2 separate regions of the Gossypium hirsutum genome follow, and region 1 is linked to region 2. Evidence: chromatin contacts called from public Hi-C data. All regions are on one chromosome and are shown on one strand. The core of a region is the stretch at or near the end of the contact, and the rest is flanking DNA. Distances in the headings are between cores, read along the strand shown. Region 1 has its middle 32 kb from the start of LOC121225283. Region 2 holds the start of LOC107886724 (ADP-ribosylation factor GTPase-activating protein AGD3).

Evidence for each region. A called contact is a pair of places that touch in the nucleus more often than the background predicts.
Region 1: a Hi-C map of leaf shows a contact between it and region 2, with 3 times the contacts expected there. The contact joins the enhancer-like site here to the promoter of LOC107886724 in region 2. A contact is called at or near these places in 12 of 34 Hi-C or Micro-C datasets (anther, callus, hypocotyl and 4 more).

Annotation. Positions count from the first base shown.
Region 1 is chrA03:104,658,811-104,663,504 of Gossypium_hirsutum_v2.1, forward strand. It overlaps the pseudogene LOC107886725. Among protein-coding and RNA genes, the nearest start is that of LOC121225283, 32 kb to the left of the region's middle. Within about 2 kb of position 1,266, at least 7 of the 9 cell types and tissues checked have an H3K27ac peak or open chromatin away from gene starts, as enhancers often do. A contact at or near this core is called in leaf and stem, where this site is marked.
Region 2 is chrA03:104,593,413-104,598,544 of Gossypium_hirsutum_v2.1, forward strand. It overlaps LOC107886724 (ADP-ribosylation factor GTPase-activating protein AGD3), which reads right to left and starts at 1,499. Exons shown (of 19, transcript XM_016810774.2): 1 at 594-1,499. The coding sequence starts at 638.

The DNA.
Region 1 (4,694 bases), core at 16-2,515, 65 kb after region 2:
TCATTAAGGAATGTTTCTTTTAAACCCGTTAAGTGTAAAATTAAGTGTGTTACTTGGTTAATACCCTAGGTTTTTAGAGGGGAACTTAAAGGAAAGTTGTTTAGATAATAGGTACAAAATGAGGAGTATAATTTTGGCAAGGCTACCTAGACGTAAAGAAACTGAATTGCATAAACACATTGAGTGTTCATTATTTTCCTGCTTTATTCTTCCCCAGTGCTTGAAGTAGTTGGTATTGCTCGTAGTACTATTTCTAGCACTGCTTAGTTTCTACTTGCAAATATTGCTTTTGGAACTAAAAAAAATAGTAAAAATAATTTAAAAGTTCTATAGATATTTGTTTCAAAAATATTATATAAGAGTCATTAATCATATATTTATTTGTTTAAAAAATCATTCTTTTAGAAATATTTATAAGAAAGGCTTTAAAACTTTACCAAATAACATGTAAAAACCATAAAACAGAGTTCATTTTGTCAAAATAAGTCAGAAAATCTAAAACTTAAAAAGAACATGAAAAACTAAAAACCAAATTGAATTAGGGATGACAATGGAGCAGGGGTAGGGGCAATATTGCTAAGTCTACTACCGCTCCACAATTGGCGCGCTCTACTCCACTACCCACCCTGCTCTACTATAAATATATAATCTTAAAAACCACCACCACCTCCACGGATGTTGGATGTATTCATCCCCGCCCCGCCCTGCCCTGCCCTGCCCTGCCCCACCCTACCCCACCTAGCTCCACTTCAATTTAATTTTAGCTTCTTATCTTTAATTTTTTCAATCTAACATAATTCTTCAAAAAATAGATATTTAAATATAAGACATGATTTTTTTTCTATGTTATTACATTTTACTCTTTCTAATAGTTTATGTATACGAGGATAAAATAATAATTTATATAGTGGAGTGACTCAAGACGGGGCATGCAATTATCATAATCGATTTATACTCACTATTCAAGATAAAAAAAAATCCACCATGTCTTGCACATCTACTTTTCAAACAAAAAAAATTGATCTATTCGAAGTGAATCGATTAGAATCCATACCCATTAGACAATTCAAATTTTACCATCTTTAAATTAAATCAAATCAAATCAAATCAAATTATATAATAAATCTAACCAAACCGAACCAAATCCAATTCTCCAAAACTTTGACATGATTGAGAGGAAAGAAATCATTAGAAGAAATGGTTGGGCCGGACTCAGTTTGAAGCCCAACACGAACAAGTTTATAATCTTTGGATTAGGAAGGAATTTCCCAATTAGCAGCAGCAACTCGGATTGGGTTCCATTCCATACGAAAGGTTCAATCTCATCCTTAAATTATTCAAATTAAATTTACCAAAAAAAAAAAGAAACTCTCAGCAAAGGCGGTGTTCCTTCGAAACATTAAAATCCGGAAGGCCCTCAACGAAAAGTCCCCAAAGCCGACTTCAACCATTCCATGGACGATAGCTTTAAACTTCGAGTAGAAAAAATCTTCGGATCTCTCCAATCATCGCAGTCTTCATCCCAGCAGCAGCGGCCGCCTCTCTAGTCCCTCTCTGACGACGAGGTCGAGAGGAGAGAATGGAGGAGAGAATCCGCAGCCGATCGAGAGGATACGTTGTGTTCCTCGTCGTTTGACGAGTTTTTGAAGGAGGGAAGGAAGTATAGGAGTGGGAGGCGGAAAGAAACGGAGGATGATCTTGATAACGATGATGATGATGACGACGACGACAACGACGGAGGTTCGAGTCAGTTACATAGTAGAAAAATCGACGAGTATGGAGACGAGTGGGAAATCAGATCTTGTCTTGGAATGGATTCCACTCTCGACAATGAGGTATATTACAACCTCTTTCGTTTTCTAGACTCTGTGTTTGTATACATATGTTATTTTTTAAATAAAATTCTTTGTTAATTAATTTTGTTTGTAATCGTTTACATCCGTTTGCTTATTGATTCTTTCTCGTACGAAAATTATCTGGGTATTTAGGTTAAGGAATTTTGATCTTCAGTGGCTGCTAAGTGAACTTTTAAACCGATACTTAGAAGCGTTTGTTACTCTTTTGAACGATTGTTACTCTTTTGACATTAGGATGACATTATATGTGAATCAATAATTGAGAAAAGAACCCTTTATTTTGAGCTGATTAGAAACCCGTAGGCCTTTTCCATTTTATATGGATGGAATGAAAGCATCAGGTACATCTGGAATAGTTTTCGAACATGGTTCAAACTTCTTAGTATCATGCATTTACTGTGTTGAATTACCTATAATACAGTGTGATTGAGGCTGACTTCAATGATTCTTGCATGATTTTTTTTTTTGGTCTCTAGCTTAAAATACCAATAAAAAGCTTTTTTTTTACATATTGAGTATGGGAGAGAAATTGTTTCTTAGTTGTTTAATATAGTTGTCAAACAATTTGATGAATATTTTGTGTACAGAGTACCTGTGTTTTTGTTTCTTTTGTCTTCAGATCACTCCCCACCTCTTCCTTTTCTCCTTCAATCTATTTGCAGTTGAGTTGAAGTTTGTTTACTAAATGTCACAGGAAGAGGAAGATGGATATGACAAAGTGGCTTCTGGCAGAGAAAATGCTGGTGAACGCCTTTACATGAGTGATATTGCTGATCATGGGTCCTTTTTGAATTCTCATAATATCCTTCAAAGAGCATTGAACCATACCACTAGTAACTAGGACCACAGTGCAAATCATATGGCAGCGAGAATCAGGCTGAAAGAAGATGATGAAGAAGCTCAGAAGCTCAATTATTGTGATGGGTCAATTTCAGAAATTAGGGAATTATCAGATATGAAGGCATCTGATAATGGTTGTCATTTGAGGTCTATATTAAAAAGGAAAGACAGTGGTACAGGTTTCAAGCCACGAAAGTGTGTGCGGTTTGACTCTGCTTGCAAAGATGGTTGGGAAGAGCAATTTGAAAAATCTGAGGATCATCCAACAGGCATTTTGCTAATGAATTCTGAAGAACCTGCTGAAAATGATAGAGCCGTTCCAGATTATTTACAGAATCCTTCTAGGTATACACGCTACTGTTTTGATTCATCAAGCAAAATTGGTGAAGAATCTAATGCTCAAGCTTGGAAGGACGTCCTTAAGCTTGTTCCAAATACTAAATGTACAGAATCATTGTCAGAGCAGGAGGATGCACCTTGTGATCTTCCAAAGCTGGTGACTTTCATCCCAAAGAGAAAACCAGGCATCCTTCAACTAGTATGCGATGTAAGTGAGGTTCAGGAGAAGGAAAATGAATGTAAGAAGTCATTGAACCCAACAAGACTCCCTGTGGGCATTGCTGCTGGCGCAGCCAAATCCGATGAAGATGATGCAACAGAAGATGATATACCAGAAGTAAGCGCCGCGAATGGTACTCCGGTTATACCAAAAGGTGGTCGCAGCTATAGAGTAAAATCACAGCCAGAGGGCTTGGACCAAGAGGGCTGAAGAGAACGTCTTTTGACTGTGCTACTAGAGTATCTTTCAGTAGTTTTTAAGTTTATACAGTTCCCCGAGTTCATTTTTTTTAATCAACATAACGCTTATGTTATAGAGCTTTTTAGAATGGAGAGTTAATGTATAAGCACGCCAGCCGAATGTTAAATGAATATCTTCATTCTTAATATTGTGTTATTTCGCGTATTCTTATGGCTTTAGGCTTTCCTTGCATGATCTTTGTAGGTCAGTGGCTTATATGACAGGCTCAAGTTTGGTGCAGATCTCATATATAGTCGGTAATTGAAGATTAGTTTGGAAGAATCGAGTTAATCATATACAAATCTGCAACCATGTGGTTAAATAATTACGCTACTCCATTAATGGATTAGCGAAAATCTTCCATTAATTTCATCTATCCAACCTGTAAAGTGGTTCTTGCTTATGTACATATGATGTATCATGGCAGCTGTAATCATGTGGTTAAATAACAATGCTTTATTAAATATGGACCCAAAAGCCAGGGTAAATTACATTAAAGTTCACTAATTTATTAGTAAGTTTATGTTTTGGTCATTTTTAATTTCAAAAAGTTATAAAATGGTCATTGAATCGTACGAGGTTTTCATTAAGTTATTGAATTATTTGAAAGTTTTCATTTAATTTAAGTTACTGGGTAGTTAAGGTTTTTTTTATTATTTTTTTTAAGTTTAGTTAGCGAGTTTCAAGCAACAAATTGATGATCAGTATGGTGGATTAGTACCTATCGGTGAGTAGAATAACATATATTAGATCCAAGTCGACTTGATAGTTAGTGTCAGAGATTGGAGAAGAAAGCTCTTTGGATTTTGGTTCGCAGATTCATGATGTTCAAAGTTGTTTTATGAATTTAACAGCCTAGTGACTTAAATAAAAATTTTCGAATAATTTAATGACCATTTTGTAACTTTTTGAAGTTAAGTGACCATTTTGTAATCTTACTAATAATGACCTTGGATGTAGTTTATTCTAATTTAATTTAAATTTTTTCCCCTTTTGGCCCCATGGTTTATTAAACCTCATTTGTTTAAGGTTGAGAAAATAGAAAATAGAGTATGGTATTAGACGCTTTTTGTTTAATCATTATCACAATTTTTTATGAAGTAAAAAAAATATTTATATTTAAAATTATAAAAATAATTTAAAAAATTCTAAAAAAATAGTATTTTTAATAATACTATATAATAGTTAATGATATTTTT
Region 2 (5,132 bases), core at 249-2,748:
AACGTGATTCCATTCTTATCTCACCCTATTCATAAAGAGAACTTAATCCCATCAAATTAAGAAAACATAAGAGATCATTTGAAAATCAGTGCCCTATAGTTTCAATTTTCAGAAAATACATCTTATCGCAAACCAGGAGAGATCAAGGATCACTCTTTAAACAATCTTTTAAACCCACCAATCATGGATACTGATAGTCAAGCTAGATATCGAACTAGGCACATGCTCCAACTCTATTTAGAATAAAATAAATCTCCCCAAATCTACAAAACATTTTTTATGCAAAATATACAACCATTAATTATACAAAAACTACCGCTGATCTAGCCAAATTCTTTGAAGCAGCCATTAGAAAGATAAAATTAATGGGGAAAATATTCCCCTTTTATTTTGTTTCTTTTGCCTTATTTTCTCCGACAACCAAAGGGGAACAAAGCACTGAAGGTTACAAAAATGGCAATCAAAATAAGCAACCTGAAATAATTCAGCTAAATATGTAAACAATTTTGGAGGGTGGAGGGGGGGGGAGTATGTAAATCTACAATGTCCTCGACTTCGTTCCAGCTAAGTAAAGAACGTCGAGAGAGAGAAACCTGCTTGCGAAACATGGGAGAGTCATCGAGCTTAGCGAAATGCATTGTGGAGGCCAAGATTCTTTCTTCTCTTCACGATAAAATCTTAATTAACATTACATCAATGCTCGATCCTTCGTAGAATAAGACTAAACCCCTGAGATCTCCCCTTCACTCTGATTCAAACCCTCCCAAAAAGTAAAGACGAGGTGACTTGACAACAGTCGGCTTCCAGAGCAAGAAATTCAGCTCCATCAACTCGATTCACATGGATTTCACGGCATTTAATTTAACAGAAAGTTTTTTTTTTTAATCTTGTTTACAGTTCTTTTTTTCGCTTTATGTGTAATACTATTTGCTTTGAGGTTTCAATTTAACACAAAGAAAGGTAAAAAAATATATATAACCGAAAGAAGATAAATAAAATAAAACCCTAGAAAAGAGAAAGTGGAGGAGGAAGGAAGGGACAAGAAAACATAAGATTTTATTAGAGGAAGTGGAGGTTGTTTTTAAGGGTGAGAGCCTTGGGAATTGAGAGAGTGAGTGAGTAAGGAAGAAACTAAAACAAAAAGGAAAAAGAAAAAGAAATTAATTAGTCCATTTTCCATACATTAAACCTAAAAAATGTCCATAACATGCGTGAAGGTGAGACACAAAGACAACTTAGATAAAAGCGAAAACACACAGACATAATTAGCCCTTCCCTTCCCTTACTTTTTTTTTTCCTTTTAATCTACGATTTCGTTTAGTGGAGCCAAAATTTTTAACAGCGTGCTGTGGATACCAAAACCTACGTCGTCGTTTCGAGGATGTTCTTGAAAACGGCGTTACGACTGTGTGTTTCTGACAGGAGCTACCTTCCTTACCCCTCCCTCATTCAGAGAGAAAAAAAGGGGAAAAGAGAAAGGTGAAGAGTACAAGTGGAGAAGCGTGTAATGAAATATCTACTTTTTGAAGTTTGAATTGGTGGGAGATTGGAAAATAACGCGCCATGAGCGAGTGGTAGTAGATCATAGAAACTGAAAGATGCTTCTGTCTCGCTAACTCAGCAATCGAGGAAGCGGGACCCAAACTAGAACTACTCTCTTTCCTCTTCCATTTTGATTTTCTTGCTCCGGTCGGTCCCGTCACCTGCCAAATTTTAATTATCATTCTTTTTGGATAATTGAACGCAATCTGCATAGATTACATTTCCATCCATTGTATTCATATATGTTCCAAATCTTAATTAATCATAATAATTTTTTATAAATTCGAATATTTATTCTTTCTAAATGTAAATTTCTCTGAGACTTGGTGTTGATCAAAATATCTAGCATATATATTATGAATCGGTGGAAAGAGAGGAGGGCGAAGGGTGGGGACCTGAAAATTAAAATTGTAATGGAAAGGCAACCAAGAAATTTCAGCCTTACTTGAGCACAGTTACTCAACTCATCACCGCCCCCAAAATATCTGCAACAATTGAACATGACATTTGTTGTGGGCATTTTTGTTCTGGGCAGTCGAGATGATAGATCCTCTCCTCTGCTCTTTGAGACAGTATTTCTTGGGACCTAAATTTGCTTTTCGTCCATCATATGTTAAGTTCTATATTTCGGGATAGCATTTCTCGAGCTTTGTTACTGGGATATGAGAACATGTTTGATTGGGATTTTTTCCTTTTTGGTATGACAGTCATTTTATTCGAGCTAAAAAGATGGAGGCTCTTGATTGCTTTGCCGACTATTTTACCTATTTTCATGGATTCTTATAAAAGGTGATGGTCATGCTTGCTAGAATGTAGCAACGAGCTACTTTATCAAATTTCTTTCAACGTTTTCTAGTCTCGGCTTCAGTGATCGGAGAACCATTATTATCAATAACTGTTTTAGTTTGTTACAGTTCATGATAATCATGAAATTCCTGTTGTATTCCTTATTTTCATTCAGTTTGTTCTTTGTCACAGCTCATAACAATTATGAAGTTCCTATTCTATCCCTTAGTTATTTTCATTCAGTTTGTTGTTACTAAGTATGTTTAGTAAGTGAATAAGTATCATTTTCAAATTAAAAATAAAATATTCATTAATTAATATTTTTGTATTAAACAAATATTTGAAAAGCCTTTTGCAATATTTAATATGCATTAAGATGATGCATACGTTTAAATTAAATCTTGAAAATATTTGTATGTCGTTGCAACGATAATTCCTACAAACATTGAATTAAGTCACATTGGGGCAATATTAATCAACTAGTAAGAACATGGATTTCCATCCAATTAATACGTGAACCTAATTTCTTAGGTATTCACACGTACTAATAATTGCTTCGCATTTGGCCATCATTCTAACTTTAGTAGATCTTTGTGGGAAGTTACTTAATTAGAATGATGTTTAGTGTATAACCATTAAATCAACACCCATCACATCATGTACCAAAAATGAGTCGTCTTGGGACAATCTCAGCGAGTAACATGTATGATTAGTTGTAATATCCCTAAACCGAGTCTAATAGTTTTGAGTATATTTTTTGAGTTCCTAGCGTGAAACTAGGAATTTATGGGGCTTCTAGTAATTTTTAATTTAAGTTAGGAGGTTAATTTCATCTAAAATCAATTAAACAATAAGCTGAAAAAATAAAAATATTTTTGGAAAATTAATTTTAAAGTAATTGAATAATTATTAGTGAAAATAATTATTTGGATCGAAAAATATTTTAAATAATTTTTATTGGGGTTAATTTAAGTTAAATTTAAATATTAATTAAATTAGATTAAATTGTAAAATAAGGGAAATTTTGGAGTACTTATTTGGCAAATAAACCTTAAAATTCGAAATTTTTTAGGGAAATAATCAATTGGCAAAGTAAGGGAAATGTGGGAGTAGCAATTAGGCAAATTCCCCAAATTTTAAATTTCTGGTGAGTTGTTTCAGTTTTAAGCACAATGCATCTAACCTGCTTTTCACACCATTTACATAAAATTAGAAAGTTATAAATTAGTTTTCTTTGCATGGTTTTAAAGATCTATTATCAAATAATAGATCCAACCAATTTTCTTTTCAAAATACACTCTCAATTCATCCGAAATTATTTTCAAAAGTAGCTAAGAATATTCTAAAATTTCTCAAGTTTCTTAAATCAAGATTTTCAATCAACGAATCTAGAGTGAATCAAAGGTAATCTTCAATCCTAAACTTGTTTTTATGAAGATTAAAAACATTTTTACATGATTTGAGAGTCAATTAAAGGATTTTTATCAATGTCATCTTCTTCTAAGAACACATGGTTCTTTAATAGTGGATCTTGAATTTTGAGAGGAAATTCGCCAATCAATGGATGTTTCAACTCAAAATGGATCTATTAAAAGGTTTTTGGTATTATTTATCAAGATTAAACATGATTTTTGAGGTAATTTGAAGAATGTTAATTTCATCATCTTCATGAACCGATTTTTTGAATTTTTGTGAAATTGATTTAAATGTGAAATTGATGCTTAGTATATGTGTATTTGGTCTAGTATTGATGTTTGTAAGTGATTAGGAGGGCTAGAGAGATCAATTTTGTGAGGAATCCAATTTTTGACTTGATGTTACAAATCCGATAAGGTATCTTTGTAAGAGAATTTTAATTAGTATAGTTAATTAAAAATTGTGTTTATTATATCATTGGAAAGGTGGTAATGTCTACTTTACCTCTATTGAAGCTCCGAATCTTGAAGAGGACCGAGATAACTGGAATTGAAGCTTGGAATTGCTTAGTTGATCACTTGTTGTGATAGAATAAAATCGTGTAGTAAGTGTTTCTAAGGGTGATTTGGTAAATTGACCCTCAGTTATGTTTAATTAGTAGCTTAATTAATGATTTCAATTAATTAATTATGGTTGCATGGCTGATTTTGCACTATTGGTATTAAATATGCAAAAATTGAATTTGTATTGAAAAAAATTAGTAAGTAAGCTTTTGGGTGGTGTTGTGCTATTTAATTAGATTAATTTTAAGGATGATTTAAAGCATGTGTACTAAAATTTTTTATCATAATATGTTGGTATTACAATTGGTAATTGAATATGGGAAATTGGCAAATGAATTGCTTGATTTAATTGGATGCTAAATGGTTATGTTACAAGTCACACATAAGCATCTTGTCACATTAAATTGAGCACAATAATAACTGATTTATATGTTATGTTTGACTGAATATATTGGCAACATGCATGGTGGATCCATTGGATATAGTTGACATGCCATAATATTTGTGGGTATTCAACTTTATTTGTGACATTGTGAGCATATGGCTCTAGGTGGACTGATTTGTTTGGAGTAGATAAGGGAGTGTTCAGCATGAGTCTCCACTCAATGAGTTATTTGAGGCGCTATAAGGGAACATGTGCTTCAGCCCGCTCAACTCGGTGGACTATATTCTATATTTGTAGGAGTTCGGAGATCCGTTTATCTTATGTATGATCACCTGATTAAGCCATGAGAAGTGTATGCCAATACATTTATGTATGATTGTTGCTATATCAATCGATGATTGAAAGCCATGAATGATAAACATGTTAATTTGCATTTTTTG